Regions from separate parts of the Mus musculus genome. Here region 2 is linked to region 1. A link is a contact called in public HiChIP or PLAC-seq data. All regions are on one chromosome and are shown on one strand. The core of a region is the stretch at or near the end of the contact, and the rest is flanking DNA. Distances in the headings are between cores, read along the strand shown. Region 1 overlaps Marchf4 (membrane associated ring-CH-type finger 4). Region 2 overlaps Smarcal1 (SWI/SNF related matrix associated, actin dependent regulator of chromatin, subfamily a-like 1).

Evidence for each region. HiChIP or PLAC-seq counts read pairs in DNA pulled down with a chosen protein or histone mark.
Region 2: a contact with region 1 is called in a FOXA1 HiChIP or PLAC-seq map of pancreatic cancer cells. The contact joins two enhancer-like sites. A contact is called at or near these places in 1 of 484 Hi-C or Micro-C datasets (colorectal tumor organoids), 2 of 115 datasets of contacts at active chromatin or transcription factors (embryonic basal ganglia and pancreatic cancer cells) and 1 of 9 other capture datasets (adipose tissue).

The regions. Positions count from the first base shown.
Region 1 is chr1:72,475,412-72,478,679 of GRCm38.p6, reverse strand. The region is part of intron 1 of Marchf4 (membrane associated ring-CH-type finger 4); the gene reads left to right. Among named protein-coding and RNA genes, the nearest start is that of Marchf4, 60 kb to the left of the region's middle. Within about 2 kb of position 1,914, at least 3 of the 459 cell types and tissues checked have an H3K27ac peak or open chromatin away from gene starts, as enhancers often do. A contact at or near this core is called in pancreatic cancer cells, where this site is marked.
Region 2 is chr1:72,597,593-72,601,249 of GRCm38.p6, reverse strand. Smarcal1 (SWI/SNF related matrix associated, actin dependent regulator of chromatin, subfamily a-like 1) reads right to left here. Exons shown (of 17, transcript NM_018817.2): 8 at 2,321-2,479. Among named protein-coding and RNA genes, the nearest start is that of Smarcal1, 16 kb to the right of the region's middle. Within about 2 kb of position 1,494, at least 54 of the 459 cell types and tissues checked have an H3K27ac peak or open chromatin away from gene starts, as enhancers often do. A contact at or near this core is called in pancreatic cancer cells, where this site is marked.

The sequences.
Region 1 (3,268 bases), core at 665-3,164:
GAACCAAGCCCTTTTAGGCTCTGAGGACTCTCCATGCTCAAATGAGAAGGCTACGGAGTGACCTATTTTCTTAGAATTTATAGTGTCACCATTGATGCTATGTGGCGTCCATGGATCATCGTGACAGTCATCTCCTGTGATCTTTCAAATAATCTTGAGAACCAAAGAAATAATAATAATAATAATAATAATAATAATAATAATAATAATGAATAATAAATCAGCCAATGCTGGTTGCCATAAACCTAATGCTATTCTAACTACCGGCCTTATACTGATGCCTGTACTTTTGACCATGACATGTAACATAGGTACTGTTCCTATTACTGCTAAGGATGATGAAGAACTGAGAAGCTCAGTGACACGGACAGAAGAAATATTGTACAGAAGTGGATGCTCACAGTCAGCTATTGGATGGAACACAGGGCCCCCAATGGAGGAGCTAGAGAAAGAACCCAAGGAGCTGAAGTGGTCTACAACCCTATAGGTGGAACAACAATATGAACTAACCAGTACCCCCGGAGCTCGTGTCTCTAGCTGCATATGTAGCAGAAGATGGACTAATCGGCCATCATTGGGAAGAGAGGCCCCTTGGTCTTGCAAACTTTATATGCCTCAGTACAGGGGAATGCCAGGGCCAAGAAGTGTGAGTGGAAGGGTAGGGGAGTTGTTGGGGGGAAGGTCTGGGGGACTTTTGGGATAGCATTTGAAATGTAAATGAAGAAAATACCTAATTAAAAATTAATATTTTAAAAAAAAAGAAGAAGAAGAAATATTGCATAGCTTGTCATGAGCAGTGCTGGGATCGAAATCCAGAGGAAATCCATGCTCTTCATGACTGCTAAAGCTAAATGAGGATTAGTTACTAGCTCTAGTCTAGTTATTGGCTCCAAGGAAGGAAGCCAGGGAAGTTGCCATGGGAAGGGAGAGAGGAGAGGGGGAAGTGAGAGAGAGAAGGGTGGGGTGAAGGGGGAACCAAAACGTTTGGATTATATAGGGAAGAGCCTTTGGGGGAAGGGCAGCCTAGACTCTGGGCTGGAAAGTTCAGAACTGGGGGCAGAGATTGGGAACTGGGGGTAGGGATTGAGCAAAGCTAGGAGAACCTAGAAGCCAGGTCTACTTTGATATGTAAAATATGCACCTCAGTCCCTTGTCCCAGACACTCGGCTTGAATGACAAGCACTTTCCTGACCAAGCCATCCACAGCCCCAGACATATTTGCTCCAGGTAAACTCCTAGGGTTAGGAGAGAGAAAGGAAAATTCTGGTAGGGCTCCTTAGAGGATTGTAATTCCATTCTTAGGTCAACCCGAAAGTCTCAACTGTCAAGGGTTAGAATTTCCAACCTTAAGAGCTGGGCCACACTTGGAACATAATCTAAGTTTCATTGAGGGGCCCTTGTCTAAGATGCTGGTTATTTCTAACGGAGAAGAGACAGCTGGCTAAGAGGATGGGTACTGGGAGGGTTGGCACTGTCATCAGTCATCAGGCAGTGAGGGCAGCCTTGCTTCTTTTCTCTAGAGAACCATCTTTTTCACCCCCCCCCCCATACCAGAAAACATTCCTGAGGCTATCAATAGTGAAGATGAGTTAGGTGTATAACCCCAGAGCTTGGGAAGTTGAGGTGGGAAGAAAGCAAATTTGAGGCCAGTTGCTTGGTAAATTCAAGACCAGCCTGTGCTTGCCACATAGCAAGATCCTGTCTCAACATCACAACAAAACAAAATAGCAGTGGACACTATACTAGGATATACTCATACAGCAGGGACTGGAGTTCTACACTGTGACTGCGACACTAGTGACCCATAACTTCTGTGTATGATATCCAGGACCCACGGATAGCCATGCCCTGCTCAACAAAGGCACAGTGAGAGGGTGACAGGTCAAGCCTGAGTCAGGCTAGAGTCAGACAAGGAGAGCAAATGTAATCTTTGAGGCCCAATGGAAAAGTCAACAGGAGGAACCTGCCCAGTGCCAAGGAGTTGAGTTGGAGTCAGAAGTGGGTATGAAATGGCAAGTCCAGGAGATAAATTGAGACAGACAAGGAAAGCCATGACAGCTGAAGAATATTAGAGTAGGCAAGACCTGGTGGCTTTGCCACTGGCCAGACAGAATTTTTGGACAAGATACGCCAATGAAGTAACTGAGACCTTTGGCTCTATCTCTAGGTAAGTTGCAGACACCCACAATCTAAACTTTACAACAAGTCTTATTTCAAGTAGCAACCTGCGTGTCTGATGCTATGGGACAGAGAAGCTCTGATGGGGGCAAAGTCTTTTTTTGGTTGTCTCTTATGGTTTCTGGTCCACATGGCCACTCACAGTTGAGGTATTACACAATCTGAAGGGTCTCACTCACATAACCTACAAGTACCCAGTACCCCCAGACTTGCACTATGTATAACCCACATGGATGTACGTGGTCCTGTCTGGGCAGTAAAGCTCCCTGTTGTGGCCTGAGGTCTAGTCCTTAGCCTTTCTTTAGCCTCTTCCAACACTGTTCGCTACCCTTCCTTCCTCCCTCCTCCTCCTCCTCCTCCTCCTCCTCCTCTTCCTCTTCCTCCTCCTTCTCTCTCTCTGTCTCTCTCTCTCTGTCTGTCTCTGTCTCTGTCTCTGTCTCTCTCTCTCTCTCTCTCTCTCTCTCTCTCTCTCTCTCTCTCTCTCCCTCCTCTATTTACACTGGCTGTCTTCTAATCCCCTGTCTCCTAGGATAGATTAAAGATGCCTCTTCCTCCGATAGACAGGTCAACATTCCCTCTTCTCAGATCTAGTCGAGTTTCATGATCACTTGAGCAGTAGCATGAAGTACAAATGGCACTGTAATGATTTTCTGGTTTCTTAGAACACAATCCTTGTGAGCACTGAGTCACTATGTCCTGGGTGCAGCTACTGTAGATAGCACAGGACAGTCACGTGAGTGCCAAGGCCTCAGCTGCCCCCAGTCTTCCTGCCATCCTTCTTAAGACACCAGGTGTAGGAGCCGAGTCAGCTTGAATTTTCCAGGTCAGCTCACCTGTCAACTGGATACTACCCAGTGACCTCAGTCAATGCCCCAAGGAGCAGGTGCCCACATGTCTAACCTACAGGATTATGAGATGAATGTGGTTTTTAGCCACTGAAATTCAGAAGAGTTGTTAGGATCTAGAGGGATGGCTCAGTTAATCAAATACTCGCCACTCAAGCATTAGAACTTGAGTTCAGATCCCCATGCTCATGTAAAAAGCTGGGCATGGGACATATGCCTATAACCCCAGGGTGTGATTGCATCAC
Region 2 (3,657 bases), core at 245-2,744, 120 kb before region 1:
TGATGGACCAGTACACTCGGGAAGGGCCCAGACTTGGGGCAGGTTCTTTATTATACACTGGATAAGATATTGTCTCTTTCTCTAGGGCAGTCTTCCACCTGGAAAGGGGGTTAGTGAATATGTGCCCCGATCTGCCCACTGGGTACATAGGTGGACAAACCCCTGACAGGTGCCTTGCCACCCTGTGGGAGACGCCTCACAACTGCATGGCGTTAGTCAGGCGTGCTGGAGACCTCCTACATGCTCTCAACTGGTGTCAAGTTCTGAGGTCTGGCACTGCCCTCAGCCTTTGCAGACACACTGGCAGCAGACACACTGGCATTAGACCAGACAATCATGCCACCATAGTCGTGCACACAAAGCACTGTGGGAACTGAAGAAGGAGAAACAGACTGATCCCTGTCCTCTGGGGGGACACTGTGCTAGAAATATAGCATTTGATGGACTTATAGTTGTACATTCTGTAAATAAACAAACATAAAATGTGCCTTATTTTCTAAAGACAAAGGAATGACGAACATATTCCTTCCCAGAAGGGAAAATCTTAGGTTGGCACATTGCTAATTGACTCTGAGCCACTAAATGACCTGTCTATGGTACCAGCTTCTCTACCTATAAAATACATATCATGCTATCAGATAAAATGGATATAAGCATATCAGCTTGCCATGTCTGAAATAAGCGAACACAGGGGCAGCCCTCAAAGCCATCCTGCCACCTAAGGAGGACTGCCTGGACCAGGGGCCACTAGTGGTGGTACCTCTGTCCCGGCGAGAATCTATAAGCTCCCAACCTGCTCCATTTTTTATGATTAAAAGGGGGTGGGTGTGGGGCTTCAAAGACACAATAGACAGAGTGAGAGGTGACCTGTCCCTAGTTGTCAAGATAGCACCCCCCAGACGCCGGGGCTACTACATTCATGATCCTGATTCATGGTAAACCCTCATGAAAGTCATGAGAACACCATTTATAGAGAGAAGTTGCAGAAAATGTGTCAGGCATGAAAGGGAATTGGCCCTTTTAAGCCCAGATAAAAAGGTTCTCCTGCCAGCATCAACCATGAGCAGAAGCCTCGTCGGTGACAAGTGCTTCTCAGAGCTGCCACTTCGTCCCTTGCTACAGAGAAGCCAGAAGATGGCAAGCTGTTTGCTTCATCTGAGGACAAGGTAACACTAGCGGCAAGCAGCTTGCCCTCCACCTCAAGGCTGACTGAGCGATGAGCCAGGAACAGAAACACATCAATTTCGAGGCCACAAAGTTTCAGCCGACATGACTGTGGGGCAAGGCCGGATGTGCCCACGCTGCCAGCTCGAGTGAATTAGAGGTGGCACTGCCTGGGACCACAGGGGAGAGCAGTGGCTGCAGGTGGGACACCTGAGACAGGGGCATAGTCAGGAAAGGCAGCCACCACCGTCCCCACATCCCGGAGCCATTGTGACCATCCTGGGATGTTTCGTTTAATATTTCACCTCACTGGAATGCTGGCGTCCTTTCAAAACCACACTTGAATCCATGCCAAGCCCAACACGGCTCCCCCACAGACTCAGATTCCCAAAATAGCGTTGATAAAGTATGTGTTCTCGTTTGCACACACTAAGGAACACAGGGTGGTTCTCATGTCCAGAACACACTACACATCTCCTGGGGTCTGCAATCACGTCTCCTTCTCTGCTCTGAGCTCCTGTGGTGTTTGTATTCAGAACCATGTTTACATACTCTACACTGACAGCTGGCTGGCCACCAAGTCTCCCCAGATGTTCATCAAGTGTGCAAAGATGAAAAAGAAAGCCAGTGGCTGAAAGCAGCACCTTCGGCTCTGGAGGCAGGTGATGATATCTCTAAGAACAACTCAAGTAAAAACTGATTTCCTTTTAGCAGGGATGGGGGCGTGTCTTCACACCAGCTGGAAGAGAATCATTGACTGCTGAACTGTATGGCTCCGCAGTGCTGACAAGTCGGTACCAATGCAGGCACACACTGTTCCTGACACAGCTGTAGTCTGGGACCTAGAATGGTCTGCTGTGCAACATGCTGGTCTCCATCCCTAGCCTGCCAATACAGGAGGGGCGGACTAGAAACCTTTGAACAGACTCGTCCCACCTGTTTAAAACGCTCCTCAGGAAAGTCTGGCACATAGGCTTAAGGGCTGCTTCAGGAAGGGAATAAAAAAATCATTCTCTATAAAAGAAAGGCAGCGATTTCTATTGCCCTCTCTCCGCAAAGCCCAAAGAGGACCAAGGAGGACACAAATTCCCAAATCTGTGGAGCCCTTCCGAGTGTCTAGACAAACAAAGTACTTCAGGGCTATGCCATTACTCACAATAATGACGACTTTGAAAGGGGTTTTTAGCTGCCTCTCCAACTTGCAAAGGAGGTCAAAGCTGACAATATTGACCAAGCCAGCTGTTAGGCGGCCCTTCCCGGTCACCACCACGTTGATGTTCTCTGGGCTAAGAGATGGAAGCCACCGAAGAAAGGCCTGCAGGGGAAAGGACAGTAGAAAGCAGTGATTCCAGCCAAGGCATCAACACTGGGGGGTGGGATTTGGGGCAAGTTTAACCTTCCCTGAAGACACAGTTCCTCTTCACAGCCTCCTGCATCTAACACACTCTGGTCACCTCTGTCTGCCTTTAGCCCACCCTTTAATTTCCCGACAGGACTCTCCCATGAGCAGGCCTTCCCATGCCTGTGCCTTCCCCTCTGTGATCTCTAGATGGTCCTGTTGGAGAAGAATGTAGCTCTTCCAAGAAAACTGTGCTTCCTGGGCACAATGAAAACATTTATGTCACTGTTTTCTTCAACCCCCCCCCCCCCCCCGCTGTCCCCCACAATGGATCACTCAATAAACCAGGTATCTAGGAGCCTTAGGAAGGCCACTGGGTGTCTCCACACGGAAGCCCCAGCACTTAGGTGTCCCCTTCCCTTTGCTTGCATGTGCCATGTCCTGACATCACTTCTCTGGTTATGAGCAGTGGCCTGACTCTTTTGGACTTTCCGAGGGAAATCTAGCCCCTACAGATGCATGATGACACTTTCCACAGGTAGTGGCAGGATCCAGACCTTACCAGCAGCAGGCTGTGGTGCATCCTCTGTACCATGACTCTGGGACCTTAGGAAGAGCTTAATTAACCTGTAAGGAGACTGGCACCACACCAGCAGCACAAAGCCACAAGCTCTGGGAATGAGCTGGGCCTTCCTTCACTGGGTTTGCTTAGAGGGATTTAATTATTCAAGGTTCACATCGGGCCTCCATCTATTAGGTGGTCTAAACACACTATGCACACCACCCTAGGGCAGACGAAGCACTGATCTAAAGTCAGGCAGCTGCCTCCTTAGGAGGCAAAGCTCTTGACCCTGAGATTTTGTTTGTTTATCTGAAAAGTGGGTCATTGGGTATCATGTCACAGGATTTGGAGAGACAAAAGGAAATAAAGGCATTGCAGAAATCGGGTGCAGGGTGAATAGAAGGTCTTATTTACAAGAGCACAGAGGTACAGTATCTGCTGAGGGACTGGCAAGAAATCCCTAAGCTAGCAACTGCTTGGCTTTCCTCCCTGTGGAGATAACATGATTCCCTGTCCTCAGGACCAGCTTAGTTTTCTGCTGGTCTTTGACCCACATCTAAACCTTAAAAGACCCCAGGGCTTGCCCCGGCAC